Regions from separate parts of the Sus scrofa genome. Here region 1 is linked to region 2. Evidence: chromatin contacts called from public HiChIP or PLAC-seq data. All regions are on one chromosome and are shown on one strand. The core of a region is the stretch at or near the end of the contact, and the rest is flanking DNA. Distances in the headings are between cores, read along the strand shown. Region 1 overlaps ZNRF1 (a long non-coding RNA gene). Region 2 holds the start of ZFP1 (zinc finger protein 1 homolog).

Region 1 (3,617 bases), core at 822-3,321, 57 kb before region 2:
TGTCTTGGTTCCTCTTTAGCCAGAATGGGACTGTATGCTTGTACCAAGAGGTGAAAGTGCTGAAGCGCACAAGCAGTGTGTGGGCGGAGAGATCACCGAGTACTAGGCTCATGCGAGAGCCTACACCCGTGGCACATGGAAGGTCCTGGGCCAGGGATCGAATCTGAGCCGCAGCTGTAAACTGCGCCCCTGCAGTCAGGTTCTGTGGCACAGTGGGAACTCCTGGAGGAGACTTAATACCACTGAGTTCAACCATCCACCTTGGGAATCCTCCTGGAGAAGCAACTCCAAAACCCAGAGCTCTCCAGCTGTAGCCATTTTATTACCAGAAGAATAAGGCCACGGGACTGCAGGGCACAGACAGCCATCCGTCATTTTTGTAGTTAACCAAAGTGAGAATGAGTCAGCGGCACTCCTGGTTTACTGCATCTGCATCGCCGAGACAGTTGACGTCCTGATTTGTTCAGAGATGAACTTCCCGGCAGGCGGGCAGGCGTGTGTGCGGTTCTTGGAATGGCACCCCGGTGAATGTCTGGGTCCTTGCAGGGCTGGTGCCTGTGGCCTCGGCTGTGGCGGGGGGGTGGGTAGGGAGGGAATGCCGCTGGGCTCCACCCCTTAGACCCTGGCTTTTGTTTTAAACTTGCCCGTTTTCTCAGGAAAACTCGCCTGGCCCAGTGCTTTCCTTCAGTCCCATGGCATCCTCCCGTTCAGGAACCCGAGTTGCTGGAACTCAAGGTTTAGGGTGCTTGTGATGGTGACATTTCTCCTTACGGAGTCCGCCTCTGTATTTTCTTTCAGATTTGTTCAGAATCTCCTGGGTTTTCCTTCATTCAGAGCCCAGTGGCTCCAGGGCTGCTTTGAAAGTCTCCACCCTGCCAGCCTCCTCCTCCTTCCCCCCCTCCTTTGACTCCCATGTAACTCATGTGCTCGTTTTGTGTGTTTTCGTGCCAGGTGGGTTTCTGATCTAAACAGAATGTTGTGGGCTTGTTCCAGTACAAATATAGATGGCGACAGAGTTTTGTTGTACTGTTTGCTCAGCGAGAATCACCAGGTTAGATCAATACCTGGAGATTTTTTAAAATGACTTAATTTGGTCCTGGATTGAGAGGGGCTAGAGGAAGACAGACCCCTCAGTCTTGAGGCTAGAGTGCCTTCCTTTAGCTGGGTGGGAGCTTGGTTGGCTCTGGGCAACAGGATGACCAGATGCTGGTCTTGCCTGTGCTTCCTCTGGGTCTCCATCACCTTTGAACCTTCTAGTTCTAGTTCCAAAGTCAAAAGTCTTAGGAAGCAGAATGGAAAATACCTTTACAGGAGAAAGTGAAAACTTCATCCGCAAGGGATTTGTCACCATTGGCCTTGGGTTGGTCCCCTGCAGGCGCTTTGCAAAGTATCTGGTTCTGCCTGACTGCCTTGGGATCTACTGTCTTAGCCTCTAGCTGTGTGTGGAGGGGTAGGGACCAGCGCTGTTGTAAACCCCTCAGCAGATGTGGGGACCGAGAGAGGAGAACCTCTGTTCTGCCCCTGCTGCTTGACCCTGCTTGCCTTTTCTTTCTCTGTAGGGGTTTGTAGATCTGACGATAGCCTAGGGCTGTCCTCTTAGGTGGGCTGTCCTCATCAGTGGTGTACAGCTTTTTCCTTTTTTGGCTTTCAGTAGCATTGTGGCAAAGGACACTCTGAGAATAACTCCACAGTAACAGTTAAGTCCAAGGATTATTTCCCCATACTTGCTGGCCCAGCCCCACCACAGGCAGCGGAAACAAGAGGAAGGAAAGTGGCCAAGACCTCACAAAAGAGTGAGAGACATGGTTCAAGACGGGGGTAACTTGAAGGGCAGTTGGAGCCCTGCTGGGAAGTGGGGGTCCCAACCCTGCCTGTTGCACTTGAGCCCAAGCAGGCAGCAAATCTCACACCACTGCTTTGGGCACGAGCGTTTGGATTGAGTTTGGTAGCTTGGTAAGTGGTCAGATGGCAGTAGCTAGTACTATTTATGCTCGTTCTGTGTGCAGCTGTGGCTGGTGGAATCCAGGAAGATTGTTCCCTTCCCTTTTTTACTTTTTACTCCTTTTTTTTTTTAAACGGGCCTTGCCTGCAGCATAAGGAAGTTCCCTGGCAGGGGATCAAACCCCGTACCACAGTGGTGACTCAAGCCAGAGCAGTGACAGCTCCAGATCCATAGTCCACTGGGCCCCAGAGAACTCACCTTTTTTCCTTTAAATAAATCAAGTCTCTTCACCCAGAAGTTGTACCACATTTTCTGCACACCTGCATTGAGGTTTACCCTTGATCTGGTTCCGAGCTAAAGCATCCCAGGGGTGCTGCCCACTAGGCTTTTCATGTTTGGATGTAAATGAGCAGATATAGGCCTTGATCTCCAGCTGTGTGAGCATTTGCATGAGCCTTTGGGAGAGGAAGCCCTCAAAATGTCCCAGACCTGCTGCCATAGGAAGAGCCCACTCTTGGGACCGTTTTTTAGACACCAAGACTCATTATAGACACTTGGTGGTTACCTTTCCTGTTGCAGGCTTGGCATCACATACCTGTAGGATTTGAAAAAGAACAGCACAGTAAATCAAGATGAAGCATAATAAATCTCTGACACTGTGAGGGTATCAGAGAAAACTGGTCTTTTTATTTTTGTTTGTGGTGAAATGGCTTGGATCACCTAGAAACCAGCCTTTCTGCCATCAAAAGACTCTGGGTTCTTGAAGTTTGTTCTTAGGTCTTATTTGATCTTCCCAGTTCTTAAGTCCAATGCCTTAGCCACTCGGCCATTCTGGTACCCTTGATCTTCCCAGTTCTTAATGTGAACAGAAAGTATTTGGAGCCAGAAGTTTTGAGTTTTTTTATTGTCCCCGTAATGGTTGGAAATTGCGTAAATCAGTTTTTTTTTTTTTTTTTTTCTTTTGTCTTTTTTTGAGGGTCGCTCCCGCAGCATATGGAGGTTCCCAGGCTAGGGGTTGAATCGGAGCTGTAGCTGCCAGCCTATGCCACAGCCATAGCTACACCAGATCTGAGCCGTGTTTGCAACCTATACTACAGCTCATGGCAATGCCAGATCCTTAACCCACTGAGCAAGGCCAGAGAATCGAACCCGCAACCTCATGGTTACTAGTCGGGTTCGATAACCACTGAGCCAGATCCACATAAATCAGTTTTAAAATGGGCTAAAGATCTTAACACCGATAGATTTGACTGCTACCCTGTCTCCTTCAGGGCTGTGTTTCTTTTTCATCTGCCCCTTGGAAGTCGTACTGCTTCTGTTCTTTCCTGTTCCTGCCTCCTCCCCTCCGCCTTCTATTTCTCCCATCCCTTCTTTGCATTTACCAAGTCCAGCAGCGTAGAGTGTTTGGGCAGGGTTATATGACTCAATTCTCTCTGTGCCCTTGAGCACCGGGACCGTGAACTCCACCCTCGCACACCAGCGTCACAGGAGAGTTTAGGAGTCCAGACACCTGGATTTTAGTCCCGGCTGCACCCTTGTTTGCGGGCAAGACTTCTGAGGTCATCTCTTCATTTCTGCTCTATACTGTGCGGCTGCTGGAATGTCTTTAACTATGTGAGGGGGAGGCTGAGAAAGTGAGGCAAGACGATCTCAATGAGGTTGCCCCAGGGTGACC
Region 2 (3,607 bases), core at 783-3,282:
CTGCTTCATTCACCCTTACCTGGCCAGCTGTTTTGAAAAGGCCATGACCTTGAGGAGCTCCTCAGGGTCCTCCGGGTCTGCCAGCAGGATGCAGTGGAAGTTGCCATCGCCCACATGCCCAACGATGGTTCCTGGGAGCCCAGAGGACAGAGCTGCTTGCCCTCAGCCTGGCCCCTCCCCTGCTCTCCCTCCCCCACCCACTCTGCGGGGGGCCGGCAGCACCTGTGAGTCCAGAGGCCTTCAGGTTCTCCTTGGTCTGCACCAGGATCTCCGGCAGCCGGGAGATGGGCACGCACACGTCGGTGGAATAGCCCTGAGTTGAGGCCGGCCTGTGAGCTCCCCCCCCATCCCACCTGCTCGGAGCTAAGGGGTCAAGGCTACGAATGGGTTCAGGGGGCTGGCTCTAAGCCTCCAGCAACAAGGTGACTGGCCGGCAGGTGCTCCCAAGTCTCTCGTCTTACTCCCCATCCCCAGCTGTGTTCCGGTCCCAAAGCACCTGCTACCTGGAGCCTAGCCTCCCCTTCCGGCTGGCTAGCAGTTTCCGCTTCCTCCTGAAAGCCTGCCCTCTCTCTGGCTCGAGGCCGGGGCTCCCCGCTGAGGGTTTGGCAGTTTTGTCAGCCGTGCCCTCAGCCTGCTTCTCCGGACAACAGGCTAGAGGGCGGAGGAAAGGCTCCCACGTCCACCCCAGCCCGCTCACCTTGCAGCCGGGCCGCAGGGCTAGGGCTGCGTACCAGGCGTTGTGCCGCGCCGCCCAGAGCCGGCTGCGCTCCTCGGCCTCCTTGGCCCAGGAGAAGTGGGATCCTCCATTGTGCCGGGTGATCTCTTCTGTGGAAGGTCGAGGGTTGACACTGGCCCCGCTCCGGGGCAGCCCGTGCCCCCCTCCCGCAGCACCCCAGTGCACCTGTGCGCTGCACCTGCTCTGCCAGCGCCTGCTCCGAGCCATGGAACTCGAGGAAGAGTGTGGGCGCCACGCAGCAGTTCAGCTTGCTGTGCCTGTTGCATGCGTCAATCATGGCGTCATCCAGGAACTCTGGGACCAAGAAGTCCGATGAGGTGAGGACTAGCCTTCCAGACCTCCTCCAGGGCGCCCACGGGGACTGCCCAGTCCCTGGCTCACCAATGCGGGCCACAGGCACTGCAGCCTGGAGGATGTGTACAGTGCTGTCCACTGCCGCTTGGATGCTGGGGAAGGCACAGGTGGCGGCCACCGTGGCCTCAGGGACAGGGTGCAGGCGCAGGGTGGCGGCTGTGATGAGTCCCAGGGTCCCCTCGGAGCCCACAAAGAGCCCGGTGAGGTTGTAGCCCGCTGCGCTCTTCCTAGGCCCGAGGACATGAGGGTGAGCGCCCAGGCCACGAGACTATGGATTTTTGGCCAGAAGCCAGGTGGGGAGCTGCGCCCAAGGTCTGCGCTGGCCCCCTCGGGTGCAGACTGCCACCAAGGCAGCCTTTCCCTGGCACAGCCCGAATCGGCCTCAAGCAGGGGGAGCAAACCCTGGGACCCTCACTTTCGGCCCACGGACATTTTCACAACCCGCTTCTCCAAGAGGCCCCGGTGGCTGCCGGTAGAGGGCGCTCACCGGAAGTGCCGGCCGGGCCCCGCGGTGTGGAGCAGCCGCCCACCAGGCAGCACCACCTCCAAGTTCAGCACGTTGTCGCGCATGGTGCCATAGCGCACAGCGTTGGTGCCCGAGGCCCCGGTGGCCACCATGCCGCAAAGAGAGGCGTCTGCACCCGGATCTGCGGGGCAGAGGTCAGGCAGAAGGCAGCCTGGGGCAGGCGCCCATGGGCAGAGGGGTCCCCCTAAGCCCCAGAAACACCCGTGCCACCAGGGAGCCCTCCCAGCCCAGGAACGGCCTCGAGCCCCAGCCTACCCACGGGGAACCAGAGACCACTGTCCCGCAGGTGGGTGTTGAGAGCTTTGCGGGTGACGCCGGGTTCCACCAACACGGAAAAGTCTTCTAGATTCAGCTGCAGGATTCGGTCCATGTGGGTCAGGTTGACGCAGACACCGCCCTGGCCGGAAGGGTGCCAGCGTTTGCTAACCAAGGTCTTTCCCCAGGACACAGACCCGAGAACCCCAGCTCGTGGCCGACCTCTCAGCAGCCAGACCAGAGCCCCAAGACGGCAGGTAAGGAGGCTGGAGCTGGCTAGCCGTGGGTGGTGGAGGAGGCAGAGGGCAGGGTGGCAAGTGTGATGGGACTAGGATCTGGCCAGGGGAGGAGGCCACCATACATACCTGCACCGCACAGACTCCACCCTCAAGCCCGGTGCCTGTGCCAAACGGGATGATGGGCACGCCTTGGTCATAGCACAGGGCTGCCAGCTGGCTGACCTGCTCCACATTCTGGGGCCACACCACAGCGTCAGGAGGTTGGCACCTGCAACCAGACCCTCAGCCACTTAGGGGCGTGTGGTGCCCTCTGGTCCTGCTCAAATTTGAAGCAGCCAGAGGTATTGCAGGGCCTGAGGCTGCACAGTGGGCCAGGGGCAGAGCGCACCCTTCTGGAGGTGAAGAGGAGGGGTGGAGAAGGCCAGAGCACCCAGAAACGGATGGGCGGGGTGGGGGTGGGCGCAGAAGACAACCCAGGACCCTGGCTCTCAGCCAGGGGCTCTGATGGGGGCGGGCCTCCCACCTGTGAAAGGACTCATCGCGCCCGTGCTGCTCTCGGACCGCAGCGGCGGTAGACACGTGCGGGCTTCCCACGACTGCCTTCAGAGCCTCCACAAAGCCTTTGCTGAGTTCGCCCTGCAGGGGACAAACACCCTGGCAGGGTCTCTCAAAGACGCCAGAGGCCATCCGGCCAGGGGGAGGCGTCAGAGTGGCGCTTCAATGGCCCGTGAACAGAGGCACCCACACCTCCATGCTGCCTCGGCCAGGGGCTCATGGGGCTCTCAGAGCCCTTCCGTGGATTTCGTCCCATTTTACAGATGGGGAAACGAGGCCAGCAAGTCAGAGACAGGGCCTGGCCTAGAACGCAGCTCCTTGCTGCCCAAGCGCTGTTTTAAGCCCCAAAGCGTCCCTGTGGAGTCCACAGACCTTCCAGCTGAAACCCCCCAGCCCCACTCATGGCAGCTGTGGGGGCCTGGGCCTACTTTACTCAGTACCCACATTTGACCCGGGGTGGGGGTTGGGTGGAAGGGATGTGAGCCAGGTGGGTGATTCTTTGCCCAAAGTCTCCGGGTTGCTGGAGCAGCACAGAGCCTGGCGGAAACTTGGCATAGGGTCCCCAGCCTCCAAGCCCCCCCCCCACCTACCTGTGTCCCCCTGGAGCAGTAGCCCCTCCAGGGGAACAGCCGCCAGGTTGCAGCCCGGAGCAGGCAGGCCATAGCTGGGCAGAAGCCAGCAGCCACCCCAGCCTAGTAATTCTGCTGGGGGCAGGGCTGCTTAAGGTGGCGCCGTTTTAAGGTGGCCCCGCCAGACCTCGGAGTCCACTCCTTAAAGGAGAGGCGGAGCTTACTAAGCATAAAGGGAAACAACAGAGGCCACTTGCTGGCTTAAGACTGTGTACTTACCCTCCATCCAGGCTGGGGTTTGGCACACACCCTTGCCCTTTCTCACCTTGCAAGTCCCAGATCCACTGTCACAGTTAGATGGAGGGTATGAGGA

Evidence for each region. HiChIP or PLAC-seq counts read pairs in DNA pulled down with a chosen protein or histone mark.
Region 1: an H3K27ac HiChIP or PLAC-seq map of skeletal muscle shows a contact between it and region 2. The contact joins the enhancer-like site here to the promoter of ZFP1 in region 2. A contact is called at or near these places in 1 of 5 promoter capture datasets (liver), 20 of 47 Hi-C or Micro-C datasets (alveolar macrophages, blood, embryonic fibroblasts and 8 more) and 2 of 2 datasets of contacts at active chromatin or transcription factors (alveolar macrophages and skeletal muscle).

The regions. Positions count from the first base shown.
Region 1 is chr6:12,604,660-12,608,276 of Sscrofa11.1, reverse strand. The region is part of intron 1 of ZNRF1 (a long non-coding RNA gene); the gene reads left to right. It also overlaps the pseudogene LOC100736686. Among named protein-coding and RNA genes, the nearest start is that of ZFP1, 57 kb to the right of the region's middle. Within about 2 kb of position 2,071, at least 26 of the 83 cell types and tissues checked have an H3K27ac peak or open chromatin away from gene starts, as enhancers often do. A contact at or near this core is called in alveolar macrophages, fetal liver, liver and 3 more, where this site is marked.
Region 2 is chr6:12,547,901-12,551,507 of Sscrofa11.1, reverse strand. ZFP1 (zinc finger protein 1 homolog) reads left to right here and starts at 2,032. Exons shown (of 5, transcript XM_013998178.2): 1 at 2,032-2,128. It overlaps LDHD (probable D-lactate dehydrogenase, mitochondrial), which reads right to left and starts at 3,410. Exons shown (of 11, transcript XM_021093784.1): 1 at 3,256-3,410; 2 at 2,634-2,746; 3 at 2,237-2,378; 4 at 1,872-2,013; 5 at 1,578-1,737; 6 at 1,118-1,317; 7 at 902-1,030; 8 at 698-825; 9 at 223-313; 10 at 20-131. The coding sequence starts at 3,327.